7 separate regions of the Mus musculus genome follow, and all the other regions are linked to region 3. A link is a contact called in public promoter capture Hi-C data. All regions are on one chromosome and are shown on one strand. The core of a region is the stretch at or near the end of the contact, and the rest is flanking DNA. Distances in the headings are between cores, read along the strand shown.

The links. Promoter capture Hi-C pulls out the DNA fragments that hold promoters and counts their contacts. Capture Hi-C pulls out chosen DNA fragments and counts their contacts.
Region 1: a promoter capture Hi-C map of cranial neural crest shows a contact between it and region 3. The contact joins the promoter of Cpxm1 here to the promoter of Tmem87b in region 3. A contact is called at or near these places in 2 of 39 promoter capture datasets (cranial neural crest and liver).
Region 2: a promoter capture Hi-C map of liver shows a contact between it and region 3, with 3 times the contacts expected there. The contact joins the promoter of Idh3b here to the promoter of Tmem87b in region 3. A contact is called at or near these places in 5 of 39 promoter capture datasets (the C10 cell line, cranial neural crest, erythroid cells and 1 more) and 1 of 484 Hi-C or Micro-C datasets (embryonic stem cells).
Region 4: a promoter capture Hi-C map of hippocampal neurons shows a contact between it and region 3, with 6 times the contacts expected there. The contact joins the promoter of Astl here to the promoter of Tmem87b in region 3. A contact is called at or near these places in 5 of 39 promoter capture datasets (hippocampal neurons, liver, neutrophils and 1 more).
Region 5: a promoter capture Hi-C map of liver shows a contact between it and region 3, with 3 times the contacts expected there. The contact joins the promoter of Pced1a here to the promoter of Tmem87b in region 3. A contact is called at or near these places in 1 of 39 promoter capture datasets (erythroid cells), 1 of 484 Hi-C or Micro-C datasets (CD4 T cells) and 2 of 9 other capture datasets (adipose tissue and liver).
Region 6: a promoter capture Hi-C map of adipose tissue shows a contact between it and region 3, with 2.8 times the contacts expected there. The contact joins the promoter of Ciao1 here to the promoter of Tmem87b in region 3. A contact is called at or near these places in 4 of 39 promoter capture datasets (the 3T3-L1 cell line, hippocampal neurons, liver and 1 more), 2 of 115 datasets of contacts at active chromatin or transcription factors (astrocytes and embryonic stem cells) and 3 of 9 other capture datasets (adipose tissue, embryonic tail and liver).
Region 7: a promoter capture Hi-C map of liver shows a contact between it and region 3, with 5 times the contacts expected there. The contact joins the promoter of Snrnp200 here to the promoter of Tmem87b in region 3. A contact is called at or near these places in 4 of 39 promoter capture datasets (hippocampal neurons, liver and pre-B cells), 2 of 484 Hi-C or Micro-C datasets (both in cortical neurons), 1 of 115 datasets of contacts at active chromatin or transcription factors (embryonic forebrain) and 1 of 9 other capture datasets (adipose tissue).

What each region holds. Positions count from the first base shown.
Region 1 is chr2:130,396,334-130,399,033 of GRCm38.p6, forward strand. It overlaps Cpxm1 (carboxypeptidase X 1 (M14 family)), which reads right to left and starts at 1,296. Exons shown (of 14, transcript NM_019696.2): 1 at 1,026-1,296; 2 at 1-159. The coding sequence starts at 1,173.
Region 2 is chr2:130,283,033-130,285,732 of GRCm38.p6, forward strand. Idh3b (isocitrate dehydrogenase 3 (NAD+) beta) reads right to left here and starts at 1,419. Exons shown (of 12, transcript NM_130884.4): 1 at 1,350-1,419; 2 at 1,139-1,216; 3 at 906-1,004; 4 at 677-797. The coding sequence starts at 1,385.
Region 3 is chr2:128,816,923-128,819,622 of GRCm38.p6, forward strand. It overlaps Tmem87b (transmembrane protein 87B), which reads left to right and starts at 1,381. Exons shown (of 19, transcript NM_001355629.1): 1 at 1,381-1,581. The coding sequence starts at 1,417.
Region 4 is chr2:127,340,246-127,342,945 of GRCm38.p6, forward strand. Astl (astacin-like metalloendopeptidase (M12 family)) reads left to right here and starts at 1,391. Exons shown (of 9, transcript NM_001291003.1): 1 at 1,391-1,506; 2 at 2,106-2,231. The coding sequence starts at 1,452.
Region 5 is chr2:130,422,842-130,425,541 of GRCm38.p6, forward strand. It overlaps Pced1a (PC-esterase domain containing 1A), which reads right to left and starts at 1,447. Exons shown (of 7, transcript NM_178762.4): 1 at 571-1,447; 2 at 1-51. The coding sequence starts at 694. It overlaps Vps16 (VSP16 CORVET/HOPS core subunit), which reads left to right and starts at 1,479. Exons shown (of 24, transcript NM_030559.3): 1 at 1,479-1,606. The coding sequence starts at 1,554.
Region 6 is chr2:127,246,490-127,249,189 of GRCm38.p6, forward strand. It overlaps Ciao1 (cytosolic iron-sulfur protein assembly 1), which reads right to left and starts at 1,327. Exons shown (of 7, transcript NM_025296.4): 1 at 993-1,327; 2 at 521-669; 3 at 113-224; 4 at 1-12. The coding sequence starts at 1,131. Tmem127 (transmembrane protein 127) reads left to right here and starts at 1,459. Exons shown (of 4, transcript NM_175145.4): 1 at 1,459-1,595; 2 at 2,003-2,320. The coding sequence starts at 2,077.
Region 7 is chr2:127,206,976-127,209,675 of GRCm38.p6, forward strand. Snrnp200 (small nuclear ribonucleoprotein 200 (U5)) reads left to right here and starts at 1,411. Exons shown (of 45, transcript NM_177214.5): 1 at 1,411-1,563; 2 at 1,999-2,162. The coding sequence starts at 1,519. It overlaps 1810024B03Rik (RIKEN cDNA 1810024B03 gene), which reads right to left and starts at 1,305. Exons shown (of 2, transcript NM_198630.2): 1 at 1,200-1,305.

The sequences.
Region 1 (2,700 bases), core at 46-2,545, 1.6 Mb after region 3:
GTTCTTGTTTCTCAGGGAGAGTGAGGGTCTTTGCTGGGTGAGTGGGCACCACAGGCCTAGCAGTCCCCAAGGGACCAGGGTGCCTTAGCTTCTTTCGCTTCTTGACAACGATCTTTTTTTTCTTGATGACTCGAAGCCGGACATGCCGTTCTGAGGTCTCTAGGGTACCAGGGGACAATGTACCAAAGAAGAGAAGAATGTCATGAAACCCAGACGGAAAGGTCTGCTAGCCCAAGAAGGCATTTGGGCATATGTGACACCTACAACAATTACTGACATCCTAGCACAGCACACAAGACCTGTTTCCTAACTCCACCTGCCTCTTTTAGTCATTTCTTCAGTTTTTCCTTCTTAACACAACATCTTTGGCTCACGTCCCCTCTGACTCCCTGATTCAGGGGAGAGCAACACTGAGCCATTAGAGACTGGTCACTCTGAAGGTCTGAAGTTAGTTTTTAACCTCCAGGCCTTGCTCTGGTCCGTCCTCTTCGGTAATACTACCTCCTGTCTCTAATCTTGCATCTACTCTCATCAACCTCCAAGCCTTCCTTATCTTCAGACTAAGCCTCGGGTCTTTTCCTGAATGAAGTCCGTGCTTGGCCTACCTGCTGGCCTCAGAGCTCCTAACTAAGGAAGAAGTTGGGAAGCCAGACAGTCTGCCTGCGCCCATCACGAGGCAGTGATCTTTCCTCCAGGCAGCCTCACTCCCTGTCTTTTCCCCTCCAGTCCATGGCCTTACACACCATCCTGCATAGGCTTGTCCCCTTTTAGTCTGGTGTCTCTTCACCTTTCCAGATTCTGGCCTCAAATTTCATTTGTGAAGAAGGCAGGCTGGAGTTGGGGCAGCCAGCATCCCGCTGGGCCTGCCCTAAGACTGCTGACTAGGTCTGGCCAGGATGGGGCTGCTGACTCAGCAGCCATTGCACTGGGCTGTGCTTGTCCCCGTTCACAGGGCGAGCTGGAGGACCCAGCTGGGGGAGTGGGTCTGACCTGCCCAGCAGCCGACCATGGGACCCAGAGCTCACCATTTGCCTTTGTGGACGGCTGTGCAACGCTGCTGTGTGGAGCCAGGGTTGAGCCCGGCGCCAGGCCCGGCACTGAGGCGCTGGGAGCCCCCAGCCCCAGACCGACGGAAGGCGCAAAGGCGGTCACTGCGAGCAAGAGACCCCACATAGCGGGAAGGGTCGACGAGCGCGCTGTGCCGAGGTTCTTGGTGGGTTCTCTTCTTCCTGCGGGCGTCTGCGGAGCCCCCCGCCCCTTCCTGCTCGCCCGCCCTCCACCGCCCCACGCCCCTCTGCAGCCTCCGGCCCGCCCACAGCCACTCTCTGGAATCCGACACCCTAGGAGGGGGAGGGCTGCGGAGAGCCGCGACATCCCCCGGGGGCGGCTGACTCTGGTGAACCGCGAGGACCCCCGGGGGGGGGGGAGGGCGGCGGGCTGGGGTCCAGAGACCCAATGTCGCAGCCTCACCGGTGTCCGGCCCTACACAGGCTGCAAAGTCACCGCACATTCTGTTCGACTGCGCGCGCCTATCCCATCTGCAGGCACCTATGCAAGGCGCTCTGCACGTGGTCTGAATCTTAGTCAAACTTCAGTTTGCAGGCTGATAAACTGAAGCTTGCATTGGGCCTTGTTGACGTGGCCAAGGTAACAAAAGCTGGGGGCTTTGGAAACTACAACTTGAGAGGAAAATCCATCCAGAACTTAGGGTGCCTTGCTGGGGTGGGTAGGGCAACGGGGAAAGACCGCAGGAGAGCAGTGGGGGTGGAAGGCTAGGGTTGCGTTGTGGGGGTGAGGGGTCCTCCATTAAACCCAAAAACAAACTGTGGGTGCAAAGAGAGGCGGCGCTTCCTCTCCGACCCGCCTCCTCTCTTTTTCCCTCCCGGGGCTGCCACGTTTTGGGGTTACATAACTCGAGGAAGGCAGCCAGAGCTGATAACCAGAGGGCTGGCGTCAAGAACCGTGAGACCAAGTCTAGTCTTAATGGGATTCCCGCACTTCTCGATCCACCTCCTTCCCCTCCTCCTCCCATCCTCCTCCAGGAGTTCTCTGACCTGTTTTCCCCAGGACCCCTCTAGATTCTCCCCACACCGGAGTCACCTGCCCCAAAGAAAGGCCTGTGCCACTGGTGCTTGCTCTGCCTTCGCTGTAGTCCCCCAAGAAGTGTCTATGTAAATGAGCTGAATAACCTCAAGTCAAGCCTGCACCTTTCAGAACCACCTTTCTGGTTCTGCAGCAGAACCAGAGCCTGGTGGAAATGCGTGGGGCCAGGTGTGGGGCTCCTGAACTGAGGCCACCTCCTATAGGGACCACTGCAAAGGAGTAAGCCCTGTCATCTAGCCCAACTATGGCACTCCAGGAGGGTCAGAGAACTCTGAGAAGGGAGTGATCACGGAGGACCCATACATGTCCAAGTCCCGTTTTGGTGCTCCCACCTAAGAAGCAGTGCTAGGCTCAGCTCACCAGATAGGCATAGAGAAGTTTAAGGAAGACACCATGTTCTACTGTCCTTTCTGATGCTGTGACAAAATACTCGGACAAAAGGCAACTTGGGGAAGGTAAGGATTTATTTCTAATTACAGGTTCATTCAGGGAAGTTGAGGCAGAACTCAGGCAGGAACGAACTTGAAAAACAGAAACCAGAGGAAACCCTGCTGGCTAGCTAGCAGGCTCCTGCTTAGATTTTTTATATAGGACAGA
Region 2 (2,700 bases), core at 169-2,668, 1.5 Mb after region 3:
CGGATTGTGAGCAACGCACAGAACAAATTGTAGAAAGGAAAACAGGAACATCAGGGGCCAGATTATAAAGAACTGACTTTCCTCTGCAAAAGCTGGCCCTGCAAGTGAGGCTGTCCAAGAAAGTGGGTCTATAGGAGGAAACCTACAAGCTAAATAAATAAATAAATAAATAAATTTTTAAAAATCCAATATGGGGAATAAAACAGCACAAGAGAAGAAATGGAGTGGTTAGAATGATCAGCGCACACTGGGTTAGGGTGGCCGTGCCTTTAATCTCAGCCCTTGGGAGGCAGAGGCAGAGAGCAGAGAGGCAGAGGCAGGCAGATCTCTGTGAGTTCGAGTCCAGCCTGGTCTACAGAGAGTTCCAGAACAGCCGGGGCTACACAGAGAAACCCTACCTGGAAAAACTAACAACAACAACAACAACAACAACAAACAATAAATGAACAAACCAAAAAAGAATGGGCACGCAGACACAACTAACAGGGTCTGACCCCGGTGACACAGCCTCAGCAGGTCCCAACCCCTTCCTGACATCACTAACTCCTGGTTTGCCACTGAGAAGAAACAAATTCCTAAATGTCAGTAGAGGCCAGTCTGGAAAACTGATATATACACACTGCAGAGAGAGGGGCTTTATGAACACTGCTCTTAAATGACAGAGTGCCATACAAACCAATGATGGCAACTTTGTTCTCCTTCATGGAACTCAGCACCTGCTCCAGCTTCTCCTCAGAAGCCATATTCTGCACCTCGCTCAGATGATGCTCCTTAAATTCCACAGGGACAGCAGCAGCCTTCAGGGATAAGTCCAAGCACAGGGCTGGGTCAGGTCTGAACTTTCCAACAACCCATCCATCCCTGTAGCCTGATCCGCCACCCATCCCCCGCCCCGGGCTATTCACCTTGAACACTTCCTTGACAGCATGCATGAGCTCTGGCCCCACGCCGTCTCCAGGCAGCATGGTCACAGGAAAGGCACCCTCCACCCTCACATCTTGTGCCTGTGAGTGGGGCCAGCAGAGATGGAGCAGGGGCAGAAGTGGGAGTCAGAGGGAAAGAGGTGGGGAGGGGAAACCCAGGGGAGCGGCAAGGAGGCGACAAGGATGGGCGAGAACGAAGCTGGACTCAAGCGTACCTGGCTCTGGGAAGCGGCGTGAGCCGTAGATGTTCCGAGACCTCTCCATGCCCCGGAGTTCCGAGCGGCGAGCACCGCCTGCGACAGACACAAGGTCAGATCGGGGACACCGCGGCCCCTTACACCGCGATGACCTTGCCTTCTTTTGGAAACCGCGGACAAACCCTCTGTTCTCCCGCCCACCCTCCGCTCAGGTCGTCCCGGGCCTCACTCGGGTCAGCCAGCGGACATTGCTCAGCGCTGCCATGTTCGGCCGAGGAAGTCGCGGGGGAAGTGACGCCGGAAGCGAGCGCGGTCGTGGGAGCTGGACTTCCTGTCAGCCCTGGCGAGCTTGGCGGTTCTTTCTCCCGTACCAATCGGCGGTGTGTACGGATTCACTTGAGTTCTCTCCTTCTGTTTGGTAATGTAGGGTCACAGGACACACAACCAGTTTGTCTGTTTGCTTTGTTTTCACTCGTCAGATTTAATTTCTCTTGAAAATTCAAAACAACATCCAAATATATATGGCCAAGTATTGAACAAGGATGTGAGTTTAACAATAAGTTGAGAAGTCTTGGGAATTTGTGAATGTTTGAATGTTCTGTTATGCGTTATTCTCTTAACTAGTACTCACTGTTAGTCACTTAGAATTCTTTTAAATAGGTAAAATAATTCAGATTACAAAGAAAACTGGTTATGATAAGAAAACTAACTTGGAGTTGATGAGGTAGCTCTGTAGACCAGGCTGGCCTCAAACTCATAGACCCGCCTGCCTCCACCTCCCAAGTGCTGGAATTAAAGGTGTGCACCACCACATCCTGGAAAAAAAAAAAAAGAAGCTGAAAAATAAAAGCTAATTCTTTTGCTCCACTGTATAGTATGCTATAATTTAAATTTACTAAATTGCTTAATCCTTTCTTAAATAGGCAGATACCTAGTATGAAATCTGATTTGGGCTCTTCTCAGCAACATTGCTGTGTATATCCCTGTACATTCTCCTTTGTACATATGATGAAGATTATAACTATCCTGCAGGGCACCTCTAGCCATGTATGTATTACAGGTGAAATGGTGTGTTTTCAATAGTTTGATTATAGATCTGTGTGTGTTTCACTCATGAATTTGTTCTCATGCAGTAAACAGAAAACTCATTCATCATGATAGCTGATAGTTTCTCTCCCACTACTTCTGGAAATAAAGAGTTACTGACATTGATTTAGCTGCTTAGTTATGTCCCCAGGGATCCTGGATGGGGGGCGGGTCCTCTATATCATCTCCTCTCAAAACTCCATTAGATTGCTAAACCCAGTGTCTATTTTATAATAGAATGTTGAGTATCTCATATAATTTATTGAGTGCTACACGGAAAGTGTATCAGAACAGGCATGTATGTTTTGTTGAGACAGGATCTCTCTTTATATCCCTGGTTGACCTATAACTTCCTATGTAGACCAGGCTGACCTGGAACTCAGAGAGATCCACCTGCCTCTTTGCTTTCTAAGTGCTAGGATTAAAGGCGTGTACCCCATGCCTGCCTAATGGACTTGTATCAATTACTTTTATCATTGTTGGGACAAAACACA
Region 3 (2,700 bases), core at 131-2,630:
GCTCTTAACCACTAAGCCATCTCGCCAGCCCATAATTACTCTTTTAAAATGTTAATTACATTTTACTTATGTATTGAGTGGGAAGTATTTGGGGGTTAAAGAACAACATTCCAGAGTCTGTTTCTGGGACCTTGTGGGTAGTCAGCTTTGGCAGCAAGTGCCTTTAACCTCAGGACCATCTCAATATTCCATTTGCTCTTCAATAAGGTAAACTCCCTGTTTAGTCTATTACTCGGAGATCGATACCTCTGTGAGATATTTAATGAGCCGTAAGATACAGTTCTGAATTGATTACTGGTTTAATGGTCTCTATTAAAGGTACTCCTTGTAGTGTGGAATGTTGCTAGCAGAGGAAGCTGGTGACCAGGGCGATATTAGAACTTTCTAGAGATCCATTCCTCTCGATTTTACTGTGAACTTAAATGTGCTTGAAAAATAGTTAACTATTTTAAAATAAGGAAATTAGAGGTATAAACAGTAACTCCTACTGAATCTAATCGGGACTAAAAAAACACCTTCAGGAAAGATTCAAATTCATATAAAACATCAATTTCCTAGTGCCACCTACTGGTGAGACCTGACTATTGCTCTCGAAACAATTTTTTCCCCTTAGTTGACAAGTATTTTGTTTTGCTTTTAGACAAGCTTGTGCAGCTCACGCTGGTCTCACGCTTGCTATGTGGCTATAGGCTGTCTTTGAATTCCCACGATCCTCCTACCTCCACCTCCCAAGTACTAGGATCTTCATTTCTGCAACTTGTCATTAGAGTGCCCCATTATCCTCGGGGCCCTGCTCTGCAAGCTGACCTTTCAACTGCGTTGCAGCCAGGTCTTTCCTTTCTAGTTTCCCTTAAGGCCCTGCCTCTTTTTCCTCCCCCTCCTCTCCCTGTTCTTTTCCCCGCCTCCATCTTTCTACACACAACCTTCCCCTTAAAGCAGCTTCTAGTTCCGCCCAGGTTCGGCCCTTTTAATCTTGTAGTCCCGCCTCCACACTTTGGTTCCGCCTTCCCTTCTCCCGGGAAGGCCCCGCCTCCCTACCACGCCCCGTGCCCATAGTCCCGCCCCAATTAAGGTCTTGGCCCCGCCTCCACTCCCGGCCCCACCTTCTCAGCCCCGCCTCCACCCGGCCCCACCTCCCAGGCCCCGCCCCCTCCGTGGGCGGGTTTCCCTCTGGACTCTCTTCCCTTCCCTCCACACTTCCTCGGTTCCTTCCAGGCCTGGCCCTGAAGCCCTGCTCCAGGTTTGAGCCTATTTCCTCTAACAGCGCCTATCCGCTTCAGCCCAAGACCCCCTCCGCATTCACGCCCGTGCTCTCGTTCCCCTCGTGGGCACGCCCCTTCAGGGGCGGAGCTGAGCCAGGTGCGGCCCCGGGGCGTGGCCGGGTTCCGGGAGCGCAGGTGCGGCGTCCGCGTCAAGATGGCTGCCGCCTGTCGGTCTGAGGCTGGCCTCCTTCCCAGCCTCCTCTGCCGCCGGCCCGCCGGGGCCCAGCTGCTGCGAGTTGCCCTGTGTCTCCTGTGCTGGGTCCCGGCGGCTGTGGACGCAGTCCCCGAGCTCGGGCTTTGGACGAGGACGGTCAATGACGTAAGTGCTCTGTAGGGACTGAGGCGTGGCGCTTCTTAGGCTCCAGGGCCCTGGCTGGATAGCTCCGCCTGCGGACCAGTCTGGCCTTGGGCACATTCACTAGGGCTCTCTGGGACCAGCGGTGGGTCCTCTGACGCGCTTCTTGAGCCTTTTGTCTAGAGTGGGCTCTGGGAAGGGAGCGTCCCCCTCCTCTGCCTAGGCTTCTGGGAAGAGCGGTCCCACTGTGCTTTCCTAAGACGGCTTCCCTTTCCAAATGTTGTTGCTGCTCGCGAGGCTCTCCACCCGCCTCTCACTGTCCTGACACGGTGTCTCTAGATCTTGCTTTTGTTTCTTCAGTTCAGAGCCCCAATCTCTGCATTCCCAGCGGCATCGCTGGGACCGAATACTTCGGCTAGGTTACTACTACTGGGGCCACATCCACAAGGCCACAAGGTTTGTCTAGCCTTTCTGTTAGAGCATAAATTGAGTGTGCTCTACAGTCGTGCATAAAGTCACCTCGCCTCTCTTATTTTTCTTGAGTTTCTGTATATTCCTTAGTGTTCATGACTTCTGCGCGTGTCTGTGGAACAGGGTGTTTGCTTAAGAGTGTTTAAAGGGCGAGTCTGATGGATGAAAACTTCCGTAACTGGGCAGGCCGTTAGAGAACTTGACGTCCTGTATGGTTAAGAGATGATGTGGGAAGAAGGCAGAGACCAAATTGTGCAAAGTCTTGCAAAAGAGACAGGATATCGGGAAGCGGCCTTGTCTTGAGTCCAGAGTCAGATGACTCGCCCAGATCTGCTTGGGATGTGTGGAAACAGCGTCTAAGTTCTAAAGGTGACATTTATATTTATATTCCTTCAACCAAAAGTAGTATCAGAAGGTGCACATACTTCCAAACACAAAACTGCAGAGGCTCAAGTGTAGGCTTCATTCTGTGGCCCGGCTCAGTGTATTCATTGCGTTTGAGATTCTTCTGAGTAGGTGCCCAGTATTTTTTTTTTTTTTTTTTTTTTTTTTTAGCTGTCATATGCTTTGTTCAGGCTGAGTTTATTTCCTGTGTAGCTCAGGCTGGTAGTGTCAGCAGCCTTTTTTTGCAAAAAGCAGGATGATTATTTTTTTCTTATATCAAGTTGTCAG
Region 4 (2,700 bases), core at 141-2,640, 1.5 Mb before region 3:
TCTTCTTCTTCTTCTTCTTCTTCTTCTGTTTTTCAAGACAGGGTTTCTCTGTGTAGCCCTGGCTGTACTGGAACTCACTTTGTAGACCAAGCTGGCCTCAAACTCAGAAATCCTCCTGCCTCTGCCTCCCACATCCTGGGATTAAAGGGGTGCGCCACCACCCCTGGCATCTTCTTTTTTAATGGGAAAAAAATGGAGTGTTTAAGGTACTTGACAAGCTTTGACATATATAAGCACTGTGAAGGAATGAGTCTGCTGGTCAAGATAATTAGCATATCCATCGGATTCCTGGAAACCAGTCTAGATTCTGCTCAGGCATCAGCAGCATCTGCTTTTATTATAGCCCCTCTGTCTGGCTCTAGCTTCTACTTCTTGAGAGATGTTTGCCCCAGGCTCAGCAAGAATGCCAACAGGTCCTTGTGGAGCTCTGGCTTTCCTTTACTGAACATGGGGGTGGACTTGGTATGTTCCAGGCTGTCCATCCAGGCCGGGTCTCTGGATGGCAGGATGTAAAGGAAGAAAGTCTGGGAGCTTTGTATTTTGAATTAGTGAAATGGGAAGGGGCCCTGGCCGATCATGTCAGTGGGCAGTGGCATTGGAAGGACCACAGTCATATGAGCGTCTAAGAGTTCAAAAGTGTCCCCTCTGCAGTGGGGGGCGTCTCTGGGTGCTGATGATGCTGGTGTTCAGTGTGAAGTTTCTCAGAGTCTTGCAACCTGTGTACTTTCCTATATGGCTTCTGAAATAAAAGCTTATAGCTGGGCATAGTGACACATGCCTTTAATCCCAGCACTCAGGAGGTAGACACAGGCAGCAGGCAGATCTCTCTGAGTTTGAGGCCAGCCTGGTCTACATACTGAGTTCCAGGACAGCCAAAGCTACTTAATGAGACCCTTTCTCGTATAAATAGAGGAGGGGAGGGGGGAGGGGAGAGATTATACGGGTATGGTGACCACATAGGGAGAGGTGCCTTGAGTTTCCCAGCAGATTTTCTGGGTCTGAACCCTCCGGTAGTTGGTGGAACAGGAAAAGGAAAGCCCCCTTTTAGTGACTGGATCTCAATCCAAGTCATGAACTACATGAGGCTGCAATGCTTCTCTGCCCTCTGGTGGCAGGAGGGGGAATCTCAGGGAAGCTACCCTGCTCAAGGGTATCCTAAGGATTTGTTTTGTGTCCCCGGCCCACTTTTTACCCACTTCAGCCAAGATGGATGGGACTATGGTCCAGAAGGCTCAGGCTGGGGACAGGGGTAGAGTCCTCTGGTAAGACTGGGCAGGTCTTCAGGTGATAGTTGTTGGGAGGAACTGCAGGTGGAGGTGGTTGGGAGGCTGCAGGTGTGGGCTGGAGAAGCCCCTATTAAAGGGGGTGGATGGTAGAGTCCCTGAGTTAAGGAGGCCTTTCCCTGCCACATTTCTGTGTGTTGCTTGCCAAGAGGGCAGTGAGGACCCACCATGGGTATCATGGGAAGCCTGTGGCCTTGGATATTAACTATGCTCTCCTTGCTAGGTAAGCTGGCTCCAGTCTCTGGGACATTGGGAAGAGGCCAGAGGCTGCAGCTGTGGCTTAAGATAATCTTAACTTAGTTTCACAGCTCCAACATGGCGTTGTAGGGTTGTACCTATGAGTGAGCCCCTGGGAACCAAGGAGGAGGCCTCCTGATACTTGTAGGAGTAGAGAGGGCCCACCTAACAGCAGATTGCCAAGTGTCATACCATATACCTACTTGTTTTAAGGTAAGCCAGTTTCTAGCCTGGCTGGGGCAGCAGGCACTCAGCCTGAGTGGAGAGAAATGTTCAAGAGTAGGGTCTGAGGCCAGCCTTGATTCTGGTGCTGCCTGAAGATTTAAAGTCTACTGTGCCTCTTTTCTGCCTCATATTGGCTGCCCTAGCCTTTCTGAGCCAAGTGTTAGTCCCTTAAAGGGATCTCCTTCACTGAAGGCATCTAGGCCTTGTCACCAGGTATGATGAGTGAGATAGCCAGGCAGGCTTCAGGAATGCATCCTGGGTGGCCTCTCCTGGAAGGGGCTGGATTTTGCTGCCTGCTGTCCCGGCTCACAGTGGAGTCCCGGGGGCATCTATATGTCTGCACTTGTCTTCCTGAGCCAGGTTTGAGCATGGGAGCACCCTCAGCATCCAGATGTTCTGGAGTCTGCAGTACCAGTGTTCCAGAAGGCTTCACTCCTGAGGGAAGCCCGGTATTTCAGGACAAGGACATCCCCGCAATTAACCAAGGTGAGAACACGGGGCCACACTCCAAAGCCATGCTGAATGTGGACATGCGGAAAAGATTGAGAGGAAATGTCCCCATGCATGCAGGGAAATCAAGTTTCATGAGGAAATGCTTGTCTGTTTTTCTGTATTCTTTTGCTGGTTAATATTTTTTATATGAGATACTGTAAATGTCTTTAGAATGATCTGATAAGAGCACTGGTGTTCTCTCGGCTTGGGACTTGAGTAAAATCATCAGTCGATATTTGAGAGCATGTCAATCTCTCTGTAAGTAGCGGTGTGTAAGCGTGACCTGGCCAAGTGGGGTGGATTGTTAAGGAACAAAGAAGTCTGTGGCTCAGGGCATCTTTGTCTGGGGATCTCGGACATGAGGAACACAGACGCATTGGGCTGAAGTTGTTGGCAATGGAAATGAATTCAGATCTTGGCGTCATCATGGGCTGAAATGTTGGCAGAACAGCGGTAATCTTGC
Region 5 (2,700 bases), core at 197-2,696, 1.6 Mb after region 3:
GTGTGTCTTTCTGGAGCAGAAGCACCAGGTCCTTATACACAGCTCTTTGGACTGCAGGGAGACAGGGATCCCAAGGTTAAGGTCGGCCTCACCCCCTCCCAGAGTTTCCCAAATGAAGGCCTTTGTTTTCCAGGGATTGACTCTCCAACAGCAGCTCTATGGAGGGTTGGCTTAGAGAAGAAAAGACGAGATTTTAAAGCCCTAGCTCTGCTCTTTCCAGCTATTTCCCTCTCCTCTAGCTTATGTACAGCGACCAAAGACCAAATGGCAAAATTAAGTTGGTCCCATCCCTAGGAAAACACACAACATAGCCCACAGGTCCTTTTAAGAAAATCATGAAGGGCAACAACAAATAAAGATGCCACACTCATGGGCTAAAAAATAGTGCACAAATGATATGCCGGGGCACCCAGGGAAGGTACATAGGGAATTTAAAAAAGAAAAAAATGCAGTCTAGTGTCCTGAAACAGAGTAAGAGATGGAGAAGTCTGAAATGGAGATGTGGCGTGCAGACAAAGAAAAGGTTGAAGATACAGGGCGGTGAAATGTCATCCTAGAGTGGTCACTCACTGGAGTCCCCCAAAATGACCACGAACTTGTTGTGTAGCAGCTGCTGGACTTCTGAGGCATGGAAGTGGACCATGGCGCTTCCCAGCAGGCGGTGTGGCATCTCGTTTTCCAAACAGAAGACCATGCTGCCACTGACACCAGCTGCAGGGAGAGGCCAATAAGCTGACAGAGGGCAGGGACTCTAGGTAGGTCCGGTCTGTTCCAAGATGACCCATGCGCGCTGGCCCCTCCCTGGCTGCTCTGTGTAATGGGGAGGAAAGTGGGAGCGGCAAGGCGAATCCCAACACGGCAGCAGCCTTTATCACACTCGGAGGGAAGAAGGGTCACTTGGGCCGTAGTCTTAGACTACAGCGCTTCGCGCGCGCAGAGACGCCTTTGCCCTGCCACGTGTCAACGGCGGCCCCGCGCGTGCGCATTCGTCCGCTCGCGCCAGTTACCAAGTCTCTCGGGGGCTCCAGGGATTCACGGGCCAGTAGGGCAGGCCCAGGTGCCGTGCGACAGCGTCTCGGCAGCGATGTCCTGATCTAGAGTCAATGATCCCATGCCCCTGGAGAGCGGTGGGTTCTGCAAAGATCCCGCCCCACAGAGCCCGGGTGCCCAGGTTAGCTGTAGGTACGCAGCTCGACGCCCAGCGCTCGCCATGCGTGCGCTACGGTGGTCCAGCCAACGCCTCCAGCATCTGTGCCTCAGATGCTCATGGCTCCCACTTTCGGTCACCCGTGTCCCGCCCTATGCGATCCCCAACGCCGGAGGAGTCAGAAAGGCAGCGAGGTTGGCCGCTGTGGAGGACAGAAACCAGGGCTAGGTCCACTCGGGCCGCCGCGCCGAGGGCAGGACGATAGCTCAGCGTAGCTTGCCCACAGTTCTGATGGCCGCTAAGGCGGCCTCGTCACGTGACCCCGAAGGGCGGAAGCGGAAGTGCGGCCTGAGCTTGCGCTAGGCGGGTTTTTCCTCGGCGACTCTTGCCGCCAGCTGTACTAGACATGGACTGTTACACTGCGAACTGGAATCCACTCGGGGACTCTGCCTTTTACAGGTGAGCTGCCCGACGCCCCACCTTCCGTCCCACAGCCCAGCTTACCTTGCTTGTCTGCTGCTGGCTTGAGCCTCCCGGCAGAGCCAGCAATGCTCGCCCCGGCCACTACGCGTGCTGGCGTCCGTCCCTATGGCGGCTCGCCTGAGCGTCTGCCACTTTACGCACTTTAGGGGCAGCAATCTGGTCCTTCCTTTGCGCCAACTGAGGCAAGCTGAGAAGCCACCCCTAAACCGAGGTCTGTTGGCCTCCGGAAGGATGCTTAGATCACGTAGAGGGAGGCCGCCCCGCGGCGACAGCGAGTGCCAGTCTCCTTCCGGAAACTGCTGAAGTCGGACCACAGGGGCTCTCACAGGAAGGCGGGATCGCCACAGCGGGCGGGGTGACAGTACTGACCAAAGCTGAGAAAAGGGGATGAACCGCTTTTCAGTCTTGGGGCACTATTAATGAGGAACCCGAGGCAGTGGCAACTCACCGGGGTTGGAGTGCCCTTAGCTGTGGGTCTTTCTCAAGGCTAAAACTAGTAACGTGATTACAATGGTTACCGTCTCGTTGGCTTTATTTCTTTTTAAGATATAAAGTACAAACTGCTTGTGGAGCGCTCATCAATTGGTCAGCCTACATTTGTCACTCTCTGAGTGGTTTCCAACTTAACCTCAATCATCCTCAATCCGTGGGTGTACCAGCTTCACAGAATTAATTGCAGGACCTCATCACACCAGGCAATTCCATGGCTTTGTGTTTGCACAGTTCTATAGTCGCTTCTATGGGCATTGCTATTTTCCTCTTTATCACCCTGAAGAATGTTGCTCATCTTTCAGGACCTGCTTGGTTTTCCTACAGTAGAATCCTTTTATGCCTCACAAAGGTCCAGTTGTAGAGTCTTATCATATGTGGCACACGAGGGCAGTGTTGGTATGAGTTTCTCGTGCTAAGCTCTTGAAGGCTAAGAATACTTCTATTTCCCATGCATATTTAGGCTAGTGCCTGTTACCTAATAGTTGGTCAGCCTTTGGTGGCCCACGCCTCTTAATCCCAGCACTCTGAGATTCAGGCCACCCTGCTCTATAGCTCAGGCCAGACAGGGCCACATAGTA
Region 6 (2,700 bases), core at 77-2,576, 1.6 Mb before region 3:
CCTCTTCATCAACTGTGGGAGGAACAAATTAGACCCAGAGGTGACCAGTCAGGGACAAAGCTGAAAGCCAGCGAGCTGGTTTCCTGCTGTACCCAGAGGCACCTAGACTCACCTTCCCAGACCCACACGCTCTTATCTCTGCTGCAGGTAGCCAAGAGGTTGCCAGATGGGGCCCAAGCCACTGACTTGACCTCATTTTCATGGCCCTCAAGAGTGGTCACACACTGGAAAGGGAAAGGATATTGAGTTAATGGCAGCTAAGAGTCCTAAGCCCTAGTAAAATATCTAAGAGAGCAGTTTTGTTGTTGTTTGAGAAAGGGTTTCATTCTATAGCAGGATGACCTTGGTGGACTTACAGCAATCATCCTGCTTCAGTGTCCCAAATGCTGGCATTACAGTCATGAACTACCATACTCAGCTACTATTTCTATAGTGTAGAAATTAAGTTAAGGCTGTAACTAATATGACCAAGCCCTGGGGTGCAAACAGGTAATAAACTGCTCCCATCCAACCTGTTTACCTCAAAGTCATCCTGGTTCTTCTTCCAAATACAAGTGGTGGCATCAAAGCTGGCAGATGCCAGGTAATTTCCACACGGGGACCAGGCCACTTTCCTAACGGTGCGCTGATGGCCTTCAGAAAGGACAGACTTGCAAATCCAGCTGTCACCTGCAAGCAGAGAACAGGCTAGGCTTTGGAGCGCCATCGATGCCATTCACTAAGTAGTACTTTAAGTGGGACCCTGTTGCTGGGACAAAGTCAGTCACCATTATTACTACGATGCAACCGATCAAGATTCTGAAACTGTTAAACTGCTCTTCAGGCGACTTTCCTCATTTTTCTACCTCAGCAAATATCCCAGTTCCCGCAGCAAATATCCCAGTTCCCGCAACAATTCCAGCCTCTGTTGACGCTGGCACACTCCTTCCCCGACACTTTTCAGAGTAGTGTTTTCCTCGGCACCAGGGCCACAAAGCCAAGCCAGGCCTTACCCTCGGTGCCCCAGATGCGAATTTTACGGTCGCCTCCGCAGGAAGCCAACAGGGTCCCCGAGGGGTTCCAGGCCAGGAACCAGCAGCGGGAATCCGGGTGCGCCGGGACGCGGCTCTGCAGTACCAGAGAATCTTTCATGGCGACTGTTTTAGGGTAAGGAGAGCACACCGAGAGAAGCAACGCGCCAAACGCGCTGGGCACTATAGAACCTTGAGACCGTCAGATGTACAGCTTCTGCAAAATATGTCGCCCTAGGAATTGACGTGCCCGCTGTTGACGCCGCGTGACCTTCTGGGACTTGTAGTCACTCCCCTCATCCTCCGTAACTGGAAGCCTCGCGGGACAGTCCGGAACTACCAGTACCCTGATGCCCTGCGCAAGAACAAGCGGCGCGCGCACACAGTGACGCGCACGGAGGGCAGGGCGGAGGGCCGGAGAAGAAGGAGGCGGGGGTGGGGTGGGGTTGGAGGAAGCCGGAAGTGCATCGGCCAGGGTCCGTCTGGGCGTTGCGGGTTTGGGGCCTGGGATCGTTTGGCCCGGGCAGCTAAGAAGCCTGTGACCGGGCGGAGCGGCGCCATCCCAGCCCTGAGGCCTGCTGACCGGTGAGGAGCAGGGACTAGAGTAGGGAGGGTTACTGAGGCTTAGGTCGCACCCCAAAGTGCGGATTCCCGATCTCGGCGGCCCAGCTGCATCCTCCGCCCCTCAGCACCCCTCTGTCTGATAACCCTGGTCCAAGTCTCCTCCGGTCCCCTTGCCAGTAGCCGATCCCCTCCCCCGGCCCCCCAGTACCTCCGCCCGTTCATCCTGGCATGTCTACAGCCAATGTAGTCCCCTGCCATCTCCGAGCCCTGATCCAGCACCCCTCATCCAGAGCCCTCGGTCCCCGCCCCCCGAATTCCCGCAGTCCTTTGGTCTGTGCTCAGCCCTGGGTCCCACCCCGCAGTCTCTGGTGCGGGCCCTGACAGCTCCGGGCCAGCCGCCCATTGCGTTGCTCTCCACCTGGGTACAGACAGGCTCTGCGCGCCCCGCTGAGGTCGGCGGCCACCACCAACGACCGCAGAGCTACAGCGGGCAGCCCCGGGCATGTATGCCCCTGGAGGTGCCGGGCTGCCGGGAGGGCGCCGGCGGAGAAGCCCGGGAAGCAGCGCTCTTCCCAAGCAGCCGGAGCGGAGCCTGGCCTCGGCCCTGCCTGGCGCCCTGTCCATCACAGCGCTGTGCACTGCCCTCGCGGAGCCCGCTTGGTTGCACATCCATGGAGGCACCTGTTCCCGCCAGGAGCTGGGGGTCTCGGACGTGCTGGGCTATGTAAACCCGGATCTGCTAAAAGGTGAGAGCGCTGAGCTCCTGCTCTCTTGGCTTGAGGGGCGGTGCAGAACAGATATGAGGCTGGCTGAAGTATAGATAGCCAGAGGCAGTCATTTGTCAAAGGAAACAGCCCCATTCTTGCTTGGTGTTCATGCCCACCAGGTGGCTCTGTTTGGGGGTCTAGCCTCTCATTAATTTTGATGTTATTCAGCCAAGCACCTACTCCTCACCGTCATGCTAATCCAAACTGCTGCTATTTTAGGTTTCTGCCAGAGGTAGGTAGAAGAAAAAAGGGTGTTTGTCAGGTATTACAATTAGCCTCCCCTTTCTAACGGACATGTGAGATGCAGAATAGTCGTTTGGGGCAGCTCGATCGATGGAGAAATCAGAACTGTTAATGTG
Region 7 (2,700 bases), core at 161-2,660, 1.6 Mb before region 3:
AAGTAAATGAGTCCAACCTAGGGTTACTATGCTGCTCTTACTGTTAAATATGATAAGGTACAGCTTGTCACAACCATCCATAGCTGCAGCCACGGTGTTTATGAGTTGGAGGCAGGGGGATCAAGAGTGCAAGAGAAGTCTCTGGATAGCAAGTTTGAAGCCTGCCTGGACTCCAGGAGATCTTTTCTCAAAAACCAGATAAGGGCTAGAGAGATGGCTTAATGGTTATGAACACTGGCTGCTCTTTGAGAAGACCTGGGTTCCAACCCCTCCACACACATGGCAACTCACAACCTATCTGCAGCTCCAGTCTCAGGGGATCTGACACCCTCTTTTGGACTTCGTGGAAGTCTGCATGTAATGATACACAAACATACATGTAGCCCAAACACCTATCTACATAGAATAAAATGTAAATGATAAACCAAACAATAAAAAAAAATTGCCAGCAAAATGGCTGGGTGGATTAGGACACAGACTTAAGGTTCACTCGTGCTTATTAAATATCAAGGGAAAGCAGAACTCACTGTTTTGCTTTCAGTGTTGTGTAGAGAATTATGAAAAGACTAAATACCACCTTTACATAAAAGGTACCACTACTGCTGAATAAAACTGAATAGTAATTCCATACATATTATTTATTTTTCATATATTTCTTTAGTAAAACATTCGTGTCACATTGAGGAGGACAAAGTTATACATATGCTGTAATCCGCACACCTAAAGTCCTGACAGGCTGTGACAAAAGATTGGGCACAAATAGTTCTTCCTCTACCGTCAGTCAGCTGACACAGGGGAGAGTCTTGCGGAAAGGGGTTTGGGGTAGAAATCCAGTCGGTTACTAGAACTAGGTACATGCTAACTTGCTTTTTTTTTTTTTTTTTTTTTTTTTGTCTTTTTGTTGTTGTTTTGGTTTTTTGTTTGTTTTGTTTTGTTTTTCGAGACAAGGTTTCTCTGTGTAGCTCTGGCTGTCCTGGAACTCACTTTGTAGACCAGGCTGGCCTCGAACTCAGAAATCCACTACCTCTGCCTCCCGAGTGCTGGGATTAAAGGAATGCGCCACCATGCCTGTCTTGCTAACTTGCTTGAACCTTCAGCTTCCTTATCCCTTAGTTTCCGTTTGCCTGCATGTCTGCCTGCCTCACAGGATGGCTGGTATGAGAAACCAAAAGAATTACAGAAAGGGACTTTCAACATACGCTTAGGGGTTGGGCCTTGGCTCTGTCGCAGGTAGAGATGCCTGGAACCACAATTTGCACGCGCGTGTGTCTCGTCGGTCAATGGAATCCTTGACCCGGATGTACTACTGTACATCTCCGCAAACCCCGCCCAGAAGCAGTGGTTAGTAACCGGAAAGTCTCACGTTTAGCGGGCGTCCCGGAAGCGGAAGCAAGTCCGTTTCTTTTCTCCGTCCCTTACGTTCGTCCTGCGTTGTACCTGTTGTGCCAGGGCGGTTCGCTGAAGCGGTTCGGAGCGTGAAGAAGAGTGGAACCCTGAGTTCCCGGAGCATCAGCAGCCATGGCGGATGTGACTGCCCGCAGTTTGCAGTACGAGTACAAGGCGGTGCGTGTGGTCTCGAAGGACCGGTGCAGACAGGGGAGGTCGTGGACAGCCACGGACACTTGAGCGGGAGATCAGAGCTGGGTGAAGGATGGATTAAAACACGAAGGAAAAACCCCGTGGAATTTGGGGCGCTTGAGAATTTAGGAGTTGGGTTTTCCCCAGCCCCCTCAGCGCTAAACTCGCACCTTCTTCTCTTTACCCGCAATGTGCCCAACATTTTACCCAAATGTGGGCTGTTGTGGATGCTCTTAGGAGCGCTGGTCGTTCACCTTCTCAGACAGCAATAGTGCTCGCGCATCGTGTAATGCTATGTTATTTCTTCTTAAGAGCATGATTTTTTTTTTATTCCACTGTTTTCCCATCATCTGCTGTCACTGTAATAACAGGATTCAAAACTATACATATCAAAGTTTTGATAAAGTATGATCTTTTCAGAACTCAAATCTTGTGCTCCAAGCTGACCGCTCTCTCATTGACCGGACCCGCCGGGATGAACCGACGGGAGAGGTTCTGTCCCTGGTTGGGAAGTTGGAGGGAACCCGAATGGGAGATAAGGCTCAACGGACCAAACCACAGATGCAGGAAGAAAGACGGGCCAAGTAAGTACTAAGGGGATGCTGGATGCTATTTTTCCATCTAATGTAAAGCCCATCTTTAGCATTAGAGCAGTAGTTTTACTCAAGTTTATATGGAAGATGAGTGGTGTGTGCACAACAACCAAGGTTTAGAGCTTCTTTGGATTTAGGTGTAATGAAGTGGAACAAAATCTATTGATACCTTTTACTGACTCGTTTCTGATTCATAGATGTTAATTTTCTTCCGGTTATCTTTTTAAAAGATCTGTTTTATTTTTAATTACGTGCATGTGTATGTTCGTGTGGGTTTGTGCACACGTATGCAGATGCCTGTGTGGAGGCCAGAGAGGGTTTGAGAGTCCCTGGAGCTAGAGTTACAGGAGGTTTTGAGTTACCCAGTGTGGGGCTAAGAACTGAACTTGGGTCCTCTTGGAAAGCAGTACTGGGGTGAACAACTCGACTCTTCTCTCCAGCCCCATCCCCGACTGTTTTCAGGACTTGAGTTAATCTCCTCTCTGTAATTCACCTCCACCATGTTGTTACAAGCTTCTCTCCCCAACCC